Regions from separate parts of the Ovis aries genome. Here region 1 is linked to region 2. A link is a contact called in public Hi-C data. All regions are on one chromosome and are shown on one strand. The core of a region is the stretch at or near the end of the contact, and the rest is flanking DNA. Distances in the headings are between cores, read along the strand shown. Region 1 overlaps HS1BP3 (HCLS1 binding protein 3). Region 2 has its middle 3.8 kb from the start of TRNAS-GGA.

The links. A called contact is a pair of places that touch in the nucleus more often than the background predicts.
Region 1: a Hi-C map of omental adipose tissue shows a contact between it and region 2, with 4 times the contacts expected there. The contact joins two enhancer-like sites. A contact is called at or near these places in 6 of 16 Hi-C or Micro-C datasets (blood, liver, muscle and 2 more).

Annotation. Positions count from the first base shown.
Region 1 is chr3:28,492,956-28,497,202 of ARS-UI_Ramb_v3.0, forward strand. It overlaps HS1BP3 (HCLS1 binding protein 3), which reads right to left. Exons shown (of 7, transcript XM_027966542.3): 4 at 2,921-3,131. Among named protein-coding and RNA genes, the nearest start is that of HS1BP3, 27 kb to the right of the region's middle. Within about 2 kb of position 1,701, at least 12 of the 54 cell types and tissues checked have an H3K27ac peak or open chromatin away from gene starts, as enhancers often do.
Region 2 is chr3:28,260,110-28,264,628 of ARS-UI_Ramb_v3.0, forward strand. No RefSeq gene overlaps it. Among named protein-coding and RNA genes, the nearest start is that of TRNAS-GGA, 3.8 kb to the left of the region's middle. Within about 2 kb of position 2,797, at least 13 of the 54 cell types and tissues checked have an H3K27ac peak or open chromatin away from gene starts, as enhancers often do.

The DNA of each region.
Region 1 (4,247 bases), core at 451-2,950, 230 kb after region 2:
GTGGTGAGGGTTTTTTTTTTCCTATCTTGAGGCACTTTCTAATGGTCTAGTAATGCCTCTTTCCCTAATCAAAACCAGGTTTAACAGACAAAGGAAAACCAGGCTTTGTGCCACGGCGCGCACCCTCCCAGCAGCCCTGCAGTGGAGCAACAGCGCCCCACGGTGGCCATGGCAGGAAGGGCCGACACCTGGAAACGGAGAGCCAGAGCCTGGCCCAGATGGGCGCTCAGGGTGGGGTGGCTGGGAAAGCAGAGATGCTGCATCCACAGAGGAACTGAGAGCACAGGATGGAGAAATGAGCACGCAGAGCACATCACTCCTGCAAAGATCAGAGTGTTCCTCACCGCAGGGTGGGGTGGGCCGCACTGCACCAAGAGGGTTAACAGGCCCACCTGGGGGTCCCAGGAGAGGCCTGACTTCAAGGCAGGGCTCTGCCACACCTAAGGCTCTGGCCAAGCGCCCTCTCAGCTCTGTCCTCTATGTTCCCATCTGTGAAAGGGGGGTATAATCCCAGGGCTCTGCTGGAAGACTGGATCGAGGGCCAAGACAGGGAGGTGGCATCAAGTCCTAACTCTGCCATTTGGGGCTGAATGAATGTGAATGAATCACCAGACCCCAAACATCAGGCTCTTCATACACAGAATGGGCCTGATGCCAGGGCCAGCTTCCTAGGGCACCATTTCCCAAGCCAGATCCACAACGGATCCGGAAAGCAATGTGGTGAGTCATGACCTTTAAAAAAAAATAGAAAATATCTATCCATGTGAAGGCTAATCAATTCCTGGCATTTAATACATTCTCCAAAAAAAAGCTAGTTGTTATTATTCCCAATGGAGGCAATAGCACTGACTATTATCACATTGCTTAAGAAAAGACTGACAGAAGGTCAAAAGACTCCGGGATTTCTTTCAGGTGCTCAGCTCTCCTTGGATTCAGGAAGGAGGCCCATGAGTGCAGAGCTGGGGATGGCACTGGGGGGCCGAAGTGGGGGTGACAGTCAGTACCTTGCCCGACAATCTGCTACTGAAGTAAAAGCAGGAAATTAAAGGCAGCCCTTGCCAACCCCAAAGAGCATTTTCCTACCCCAAAACGGAGCAGTTTTACTAAGCACATCCTTCAGCCAAAGGCTGGCACAAACCACGCAAGCCGATCTCAGTCTGAGGGCGAGCAATATGCAGTTACTCAGAACAACAGACAGGATGAGTTCAAACAAATACAGCCCAACACGGCCCTCGGGCTGCCCAAGGCTGATAATGAACTTCTCCCAATATGATCTCACTGTCGTTCCCTCAGGGACACTGACCTCCTCCCAGGTCAAGGCCAGCATGAGGGGCTGGGAGGAGCCTGACTCCTGGGCACCAAGGAGCTGCAGGGCCTCCGGCTCTTGTCTCCCATCTCCCTGAGCACCTGGGATCTTTCTCAAGTCTGGCTCCTTGGCCCCGCTAGGCTGGCCTCACAGTGACCCTGTGACCACATGTCCCCATGCACCCACCCTCACTGTCACACAGGAGAGGAAGCCCTGCCAGCAGTGGGCAGAGCTCTCTGGGCCGCACTTTTCATGCTGTTCAAGTTGAACTTGCCTCTGCCTCATCTCTCTTCGGCTCTAATTTCTTTCTGGAACAGGACTTGCCAGACGGGCAGAGACAACGTCACCCTGGGTCTGCAGTCCAACTCTGCGGAGGCGGAGAGGCAGAAAGACGGGGCCGTGACATCTAAGCCACTTACCCTACACGAGAGCCCCAAGAGACCGGTTGCCATCACTACCCTGTGCTTCCGCTGCAGAAAACTGGCGGAGAGGGATAAACTGCCAGGACTCCAGCCCAGGCAGTTGGCTCCGAGGTCTCGGACAGGATTCCGAGCTCCATTTGCATCCCAGCACCACTGTTCCCCAGTCCCCTGACCGCGGGCAAGGCATCCGGCCCCTGCAGACGCCAGTCTCTTTAACGTGTCAAGCGACGTGACAATGCCTGCTTGCGGGGCGAGCTGTCAGTGAGATCCGGGAGACAAAGGGCGTGGTACACCACCTGGTGCACAGTAGGTGCTCAAAACCAACAGTTCCCACCTTGCTTCTTGCTCATTTCAGCCAAGAAGTGAGGGTGCTGGGGGAGGTGGTGATGGTGCTGAGTCTGTCTGGCTCCCCTGTCTCCTTCTGGTTGGGAGGTCCTGCCCACCGCCTCAGCCGGTGCCCGCTGGAGGGGCCTGGGAAGCTGAAGTCTTGCTCTCTAGTCTCATCTAGCCTGCAGCCCCTCCCCCACCTCAGGGGGCTCACCATGGGGACTCACGGGCAGCTCACTGATTAGCTGAAGGAAGTCAGAGGGCCAGGAAAGGAGATGGAACAGGAGGGTGCCAGAATCAGGACAAGCGGCCTTCAAGACCACAGCTAGCTGTCTCTTCTTCCCCAGTGCACGTGCATGTGCACGTGTGTTCACGCATGTGCACACAGAGGGAACCACAGTCTACACAGGGCTTACTCTACCTCCTTCCATCACTCTCAGCCTTAGGGGTCATCAGTCCCCTCCAGCCTTACCTGGAGGCAGGGTCAAGGTAAACAGCCCCACCTTCAGGGCAGTGGAGCCCCGGCCACGCGAAGCAAGTCACAGGCTCCATGATGAACTGGACAGAGAACCCAGGCCTCCTGGGCTGGGTTCAGGATGCCTGGGCTGCTGAAGTGTCAGGGTTGGGGTGGCAGCCTGCCAGGCCTCTGTAGAATGCTGGGGGCCCACCCTGTGACCAGGGAGGGGCAGGCGATACCTGGGCCCAGCCCCAAAGACCCAGGAGATGTTGAGGATGAACAGAGAGCCAGTCTCCCTGAGTACTCAGCGATGATCTAGGGAGATGGGTTTTCTCCGACCCCCAGGAGAGAGGGAGGAGCCCGGAGCAAGCCAGATGGGGGGCGCCCCACCCAGAAGGGGAGACGTACCGCATGATGCCCAGAGGGTCCAGGGCCTCCTCCTCCTCTGAGGATTTCCCTGCATCCCCATCCTGGTGGCCCAGCGTGGGGAGTCCCTCATCTTCCACTTGATCCTGCTGCTGGAAGAAGTCCAAAGCATCCTCGTCCCCTGCTTGGCTATCTGTGTCCAGTACTGAGACATCCCTGCTGCCGACATCCACGGCCCCGGGGGACCTGGTGCCTGTGGAGGGAGACAGAGATGGTGCCTGGCACCTCCTGGCACTCAAGCTCCTGCACCAGCACCCAGGGCTGGAAGCCTCCTGACGCGTCCTGGGACTAGGATGGCAGGTCTGTGTGGGTGAGTGTAGAGGGGGAGATCAGCAAAGCGTGGGGTGCCGAAGTTACAAGCGGGAGCCTCAGAAGAGAGACAGCAGTTCCTCAACCTCTGTAGCCCGGGGCCTGTCAGGACTACAGACTACAGTCCACAGGCTAATGGGAGACCAGACAGTGTCTGGGGTCCTCACAGAACAGCTCCGGAAACGACGGGCATGTGGTGGGGCACGTCGGGGAGCTCTGCCTAGCCAACCACTGATGAGACCTGCTCCGAGGGTCTGGACTATGAACTCCATGAGGCACAGTGAGCAGGTAGAAGATTCCAGAACAAACTGGGATGGCGTCACCACAAACTAGCTTACGTAAGCACTTCTCAAAGCGTGGTCCACCGGCGGGTGTCCACAATGAGACAACTACAGAAACGGGGAACAAGATCCAGAAACTTCCATAGCACCTTGGAATGCTTGTTGGCGACAGATCGGGAATAAAAAGTTAGCCCTTCCCCCACTGATGGTTTGAGAAGCATAGGTTTAGAATGCTTGTTTAACTCGATCCAGTTACTGAACAGCGTATTTTTGAAAGCAGTGAACTTCTAAGATGTATCACCCTGTGGGTAAAGAACGCATCAGCATGCCACAGAGTGCCTGGCACACAGGATATAACATGTACACTGATATGACATGCGGAACTAAGTGGTATTGATTATGTCATATTACGTTATGCTTTGTTATTTTATTAAGACAAATGTAAAATCCCTTGCAAAATCTCACGACCCTTCCGTTTCATGGGGTAAGCATCACACGAAGAACATTTTTACAGGTAGGCTCAGTTGCTGAGTCGCATCCAACTCTTTGCGACCCCGCGGACTGTAGCCCACCAAGCTCCTCTGTTCATGGAATTTTACGGCAAGAATACTGGAGTGGGTTGCCGTTTGATAGGTATAAATCATTTAAATATTGCAAAAATCTCATGTGAGAGATCCTAATTGTAGCTTCATTTTAGAGATAAGGAAACCGAGGCACAG
Region 2 (4,519 bases), core at 1,547-4,046:
CCACAGAACCGTATATTCACTCCTCAATCTCACTCCTTAGAGGCAACAATAGTTAACATTTTCTTCTGTATCCCTCCATAAATTTTTCCAACGTACATAAACATACATGTAAACATATATGTTAGAATTGATTTAAAGGACCTTTGTTTGGATGTCTTTTCTAAGTAAAGAATATAACTGAGTTTTTTAAGCAGGTCACTCTGAGCCCTAATTTTAACGTGGAACCAGAAACTTTGGAAATAAAGATAAAATATTTAGGAAGAACATTAAGAATCAATTAAATAATGGAAGAGACACAAAACTCTTTGAAAATCACATCAAAATGAAGTGTTGTTTTAAAAGTTTGGATTGGTATATACACATCTTTTTCATTTAAAAGCAAAATGCTTCTATAATTTATGAAGGTGAAAATGTACATTAATTTTTAAAAGAGCAGAATTTTATAGTTTTGTCTAAATTCCACTTCAAAATGTACAGAGCAAAGAACAAATACATTATTCTTTCAAAAACACAGTGATGCTAAAGCTGAAACTCCAATACTTTGGCCACCTCATGCGAAGAGTTGACTCATTGGAAAAGACCCTGATGCTGGGAGGGATTGGAGGCAGGAGGAGAAGGGGATGACAGAGGATGAGATGGCTAGATGGCATCTCCGACCTGATGGACATGAGTTTGAGTAAACTCCAAGAATTGGTGATGGACAGGGAGGCCTGGCGTGCTGTGATTCACGGGATCACAAAGAGTTGGACATGACTGAGCGACTGAACTGAATTGAAATGAACTGAAAGAGCAAAAATTAAAACAATTTTTATATACCCGCCAAAGTTAGAAACGAAAACCCGCAAAAATATAGAAAGAAAAAGAATTCTGAATCTCAGAGTGAGTGACTTTTAAGGGCTTGATTTTACATATGAGATAGTAAGAGCAATCAGTGCCACAGGATCTGACTCTATAAAGTTCAGTGCTGTAAGAGAAAGAAAAGTCTAGATGATGAGAAAAGAAAAAATGGAGTCGTTTGTCAGAGAAGGGCACCGGCCTCATCCTCACTTCTCACTGGGCACAGGCATGTCCCGGGTCCTCACAGGGGCCTGGGGACTGTGTGAGGGGCAGACTGTGTGAGCCTGGGGGAACATGAGTTACTGCCTTTGTGCCCTGACCCTGCTCCAGGCGTCCATCTCTGTCTGTGATTCATGGATCCTGGTGCCGCTCACAACTGTTAATCATCGCAGCCCAGAGAGGGGCCTCTTGAGTGGGAGCCTCAGACACAGAGAGATTCCATCCCGTTACTACGGGCAACCAGGCAGGGCTAAAGTCTGTACCACCCGGCCTCCTCCTCCAACATGGGACCATGCTCCTGGCTGGCCTGCTCTGGGAGTGTGGTGGGGCCTATCTAGTCTAGAGAGGGAAAGGCTGTGAGACAGTTTGGCTCAGACAATGGGGACCCCTGAGTGAGGTACGTGGGCTGGAGTTAAAATGCATCTCTAGGGAGGAGGGTGGTGCTTTGGAAGATGAATCTGGCTCCCTGTGCTGGAAGGAACTGAGGGTGAGCGCTGTCTGTGGAGGGGACCTGGGCTGGTGGCAGAGGGTGTGAGGGATGTGGTGATACCTGGGGCATATGGCAAGGAAGACTGGCCTGCTTTTTTTGATTGTGGGTGGGGAGGAGGAGACATCAGCCAGGACTCAGGTTTGTGCCCAGAATGCATTTCCTGGAAAGGGGGTTCTGAGACAGATTCCAGTTCCACAGGTTGATTAGGTAGCTCTCTTGCCATCAGCACCCGGAGGAGGGAAGGAAAGGAAGCATGATGGGAAGATGGACAAGTGAGCCACAATGCAGCCTCAACAGCAAGCCCAGCTGACCATATGTGGATGACCCTGCAGAACTGCGCCAACCCCAGCAATGGGGCGGGGCTTTCGATTCCCACAGTGATGGTTCTTTGGATGTAGACCTCACTGGGAAAGGAGTGGGCATAGCTAAGATGGGTCCCTGCTGCTGACGATATCCCTGAGGCAGATGGACAGCTGAGGGCTTTCTGCCAGCGGCACTCCTAGCATTTGGGGATTAAACCTGTCCTTCCTGAGGGAGAGCTTGGTGGCCACGAGATGGGTACACCTCTTAGAAAAAATGGAGAATGATCAAGGAATCCTGGCAGGGCTGCTAGGAAAAGAGGGCCTGGGGAAGGTGATGAGTTCGGTTTCAGATGTGTTGAGTTTTGAGGTGTTTAAGGGACAGGTAGATGGAGAATCCAGTAGACAGCTGGGTGTATAGATCTGAAGTTCTGGAGGAATCTCAAGGACAGAAATACAGATTTAGCAGAAACATAAATGTGGAGTGGGAATCAGAGGGATCAATGGGGCAGTTGGAGGCATGGAGAGATGAAACCCAAGCTGATCCATCTGGCTGCTGCCCTTCAGAGGGGGCCTCTCAAGAGGAAACACCTGGACCAACCCAGCAGAAACCCCAGTGGGTTCAGGAATTCCCATCTTGGTTGGAGCTCTTGGAGCTGAGTGAGAGCCCTGGTTGCACTCAACCAGATAAGAGCTCTTGGTGGCTGGTGTACAAGTCAGGTGGGAACATGGACCATGTGGTGGGAAAGAGCGCTGCCCAGGGGCGGAGATGCCCACATGGAGACCTCTCCTCTTCAGCTTGCTCCATCTCCTGTGTCCTCCCCCACCCCAACCTCCTCTACCCTCCTTTGCTTGAGGGCTTTCTGTCTCCCTTTCCCTGTCCCTTCCCTCTCACAACTCTCTCCTTTCTATCTAGTTCTCTCTCCCTCCCTCCCTCTGGGCCCACTAGAGGGCAGCAACTCACAGTCCAGACCCAGTGTCCACCCTCCCAGCCTCTGCCAGTGCTCTGCCTCTGTCTAGGGGTGAGGTTGAGGGTAGGATAGATGGGGTGAGGTAGGAACGCCATGCTCAGTAGAGGGGGCAGGGACTACTCCTCCTTCACTGCTTTACTAAAGCAGAGAGACAGAGCAGCCCACTGAACGACCTTGGACAGATGGGCTGTTTCAGGCTCAGAGAAGAGCCAGGGCCTCCTCAAGATCTCTGAGTTGACAGTCCCTTTCCCATGCTCTCTCAAGGGCTCCAGAGCCTTAGAAATTGGAACTGGGCCTTATCCCCAGTGCTCATGTCCCAGGGCGTTTTTGAAAGGATTCTTCCAGGAAATACAGGCTCTCAGATTGTCCAGGGTGTCAAAAGCCCAGGCTGGACCCCAGGCTGCTCCATCCCACCCCACCTGGAAGCCTCACCTGGGCCTGATTGCCTGGGTGTGTGAGACCCCATGTTTGAGACCCTCAAAGTCTCCTTGTGGCCACAGATCAGAGGGGCTGCGTCTGAGCATGGTCTGGCCAAGAGAAACTAAGTTTTTCCAGATGAAGGGGAAAATATGGAATGCTATGGGGGGAGAGGGGGCGTCCTGGGAGGAAACCCCTGCAACAGAGCACTTACTTGGGGTCAGGCCCCAACTGCAACCCATGCCCCTCCCTCAACTCGCCTATACCATACTTATATTCATGCACACATCCATACATGCAGACATACATGCACACACACACGTACACATGCATGCATACACACATGTACACACACGTGCACACATAGGCCAGCTTCAAAGCTGTGACCACCCAGGGGCACCTCAGCTCCTCTGGGCTCTGAGAACAGCCCTCGTCAAGAGGAGTTTGAGGACCCGGGTCTGGGAGGCCAGGGCCTTTGGTAGCAAGTCACGGCCCCTGACCAGCATCCTGCAGATCCCTGGATCCTGGGGTCACTTTTTTCTGGGCTCAGCCACACCAATCTGCAGAACTAGTCCATTCCTCCTGCTTTAGCTGAGCTGACATGGCTGGCTCTGTAGCTCCTATTCCTTCCAAAAGAAGGTGGAAGCTCAGCAAGAGGCAAGGTCTAAGAAACACCACTTACAGAAGACATACCACTTCCCTGGCTGGAGCGTGAGAAGGCCAGCAATAGAGCTTCCGGTGGCTGGCCTTGGCATAACTGCGCACGTGGGCCAATGCAAGGCCAGCCCCTCTCATCCACGATTCCACAAGCCCGACTGCTTTCATTTCAGCAACAGCCATGATGTCCCTGATGGAGAGTTGGGCCCTGAGGTTTTGTGGGCATCTGGTTTCACCAAATTTCTCTCTCTCTTCATTTTTCAAAAATTTGTCTCATTTTGGTTTTTCTTTTTTCTTTAAATTTGCCAAAACAGAATAAGTGTTTGTTTCTCTAGTAGCTGGCCCACCCTTCATCAGACTCTGCCATCTTCCCCTTAAAGTAGCACAGAATAGGGGCCCCCTGGCCTGCTGAGATCCTGCTTGTTTGTCAGCGGTGAGGGTAGCACTTGCAGATCTTAAAGCAATGTCTTTGGTAACCTCGAACTTTCTGGATTTCCCAGGTGGCGCTAGTGGTAAACAATCCGCCTGCCAATGTAGAAGAAGCAAGAGATGTGGGTTTAACCCCTGGGTCGGGAAGATCCTCTGGAGTAGGGCATGGCAGCTCACTGCAATATTTTTGCCTGGAAAAT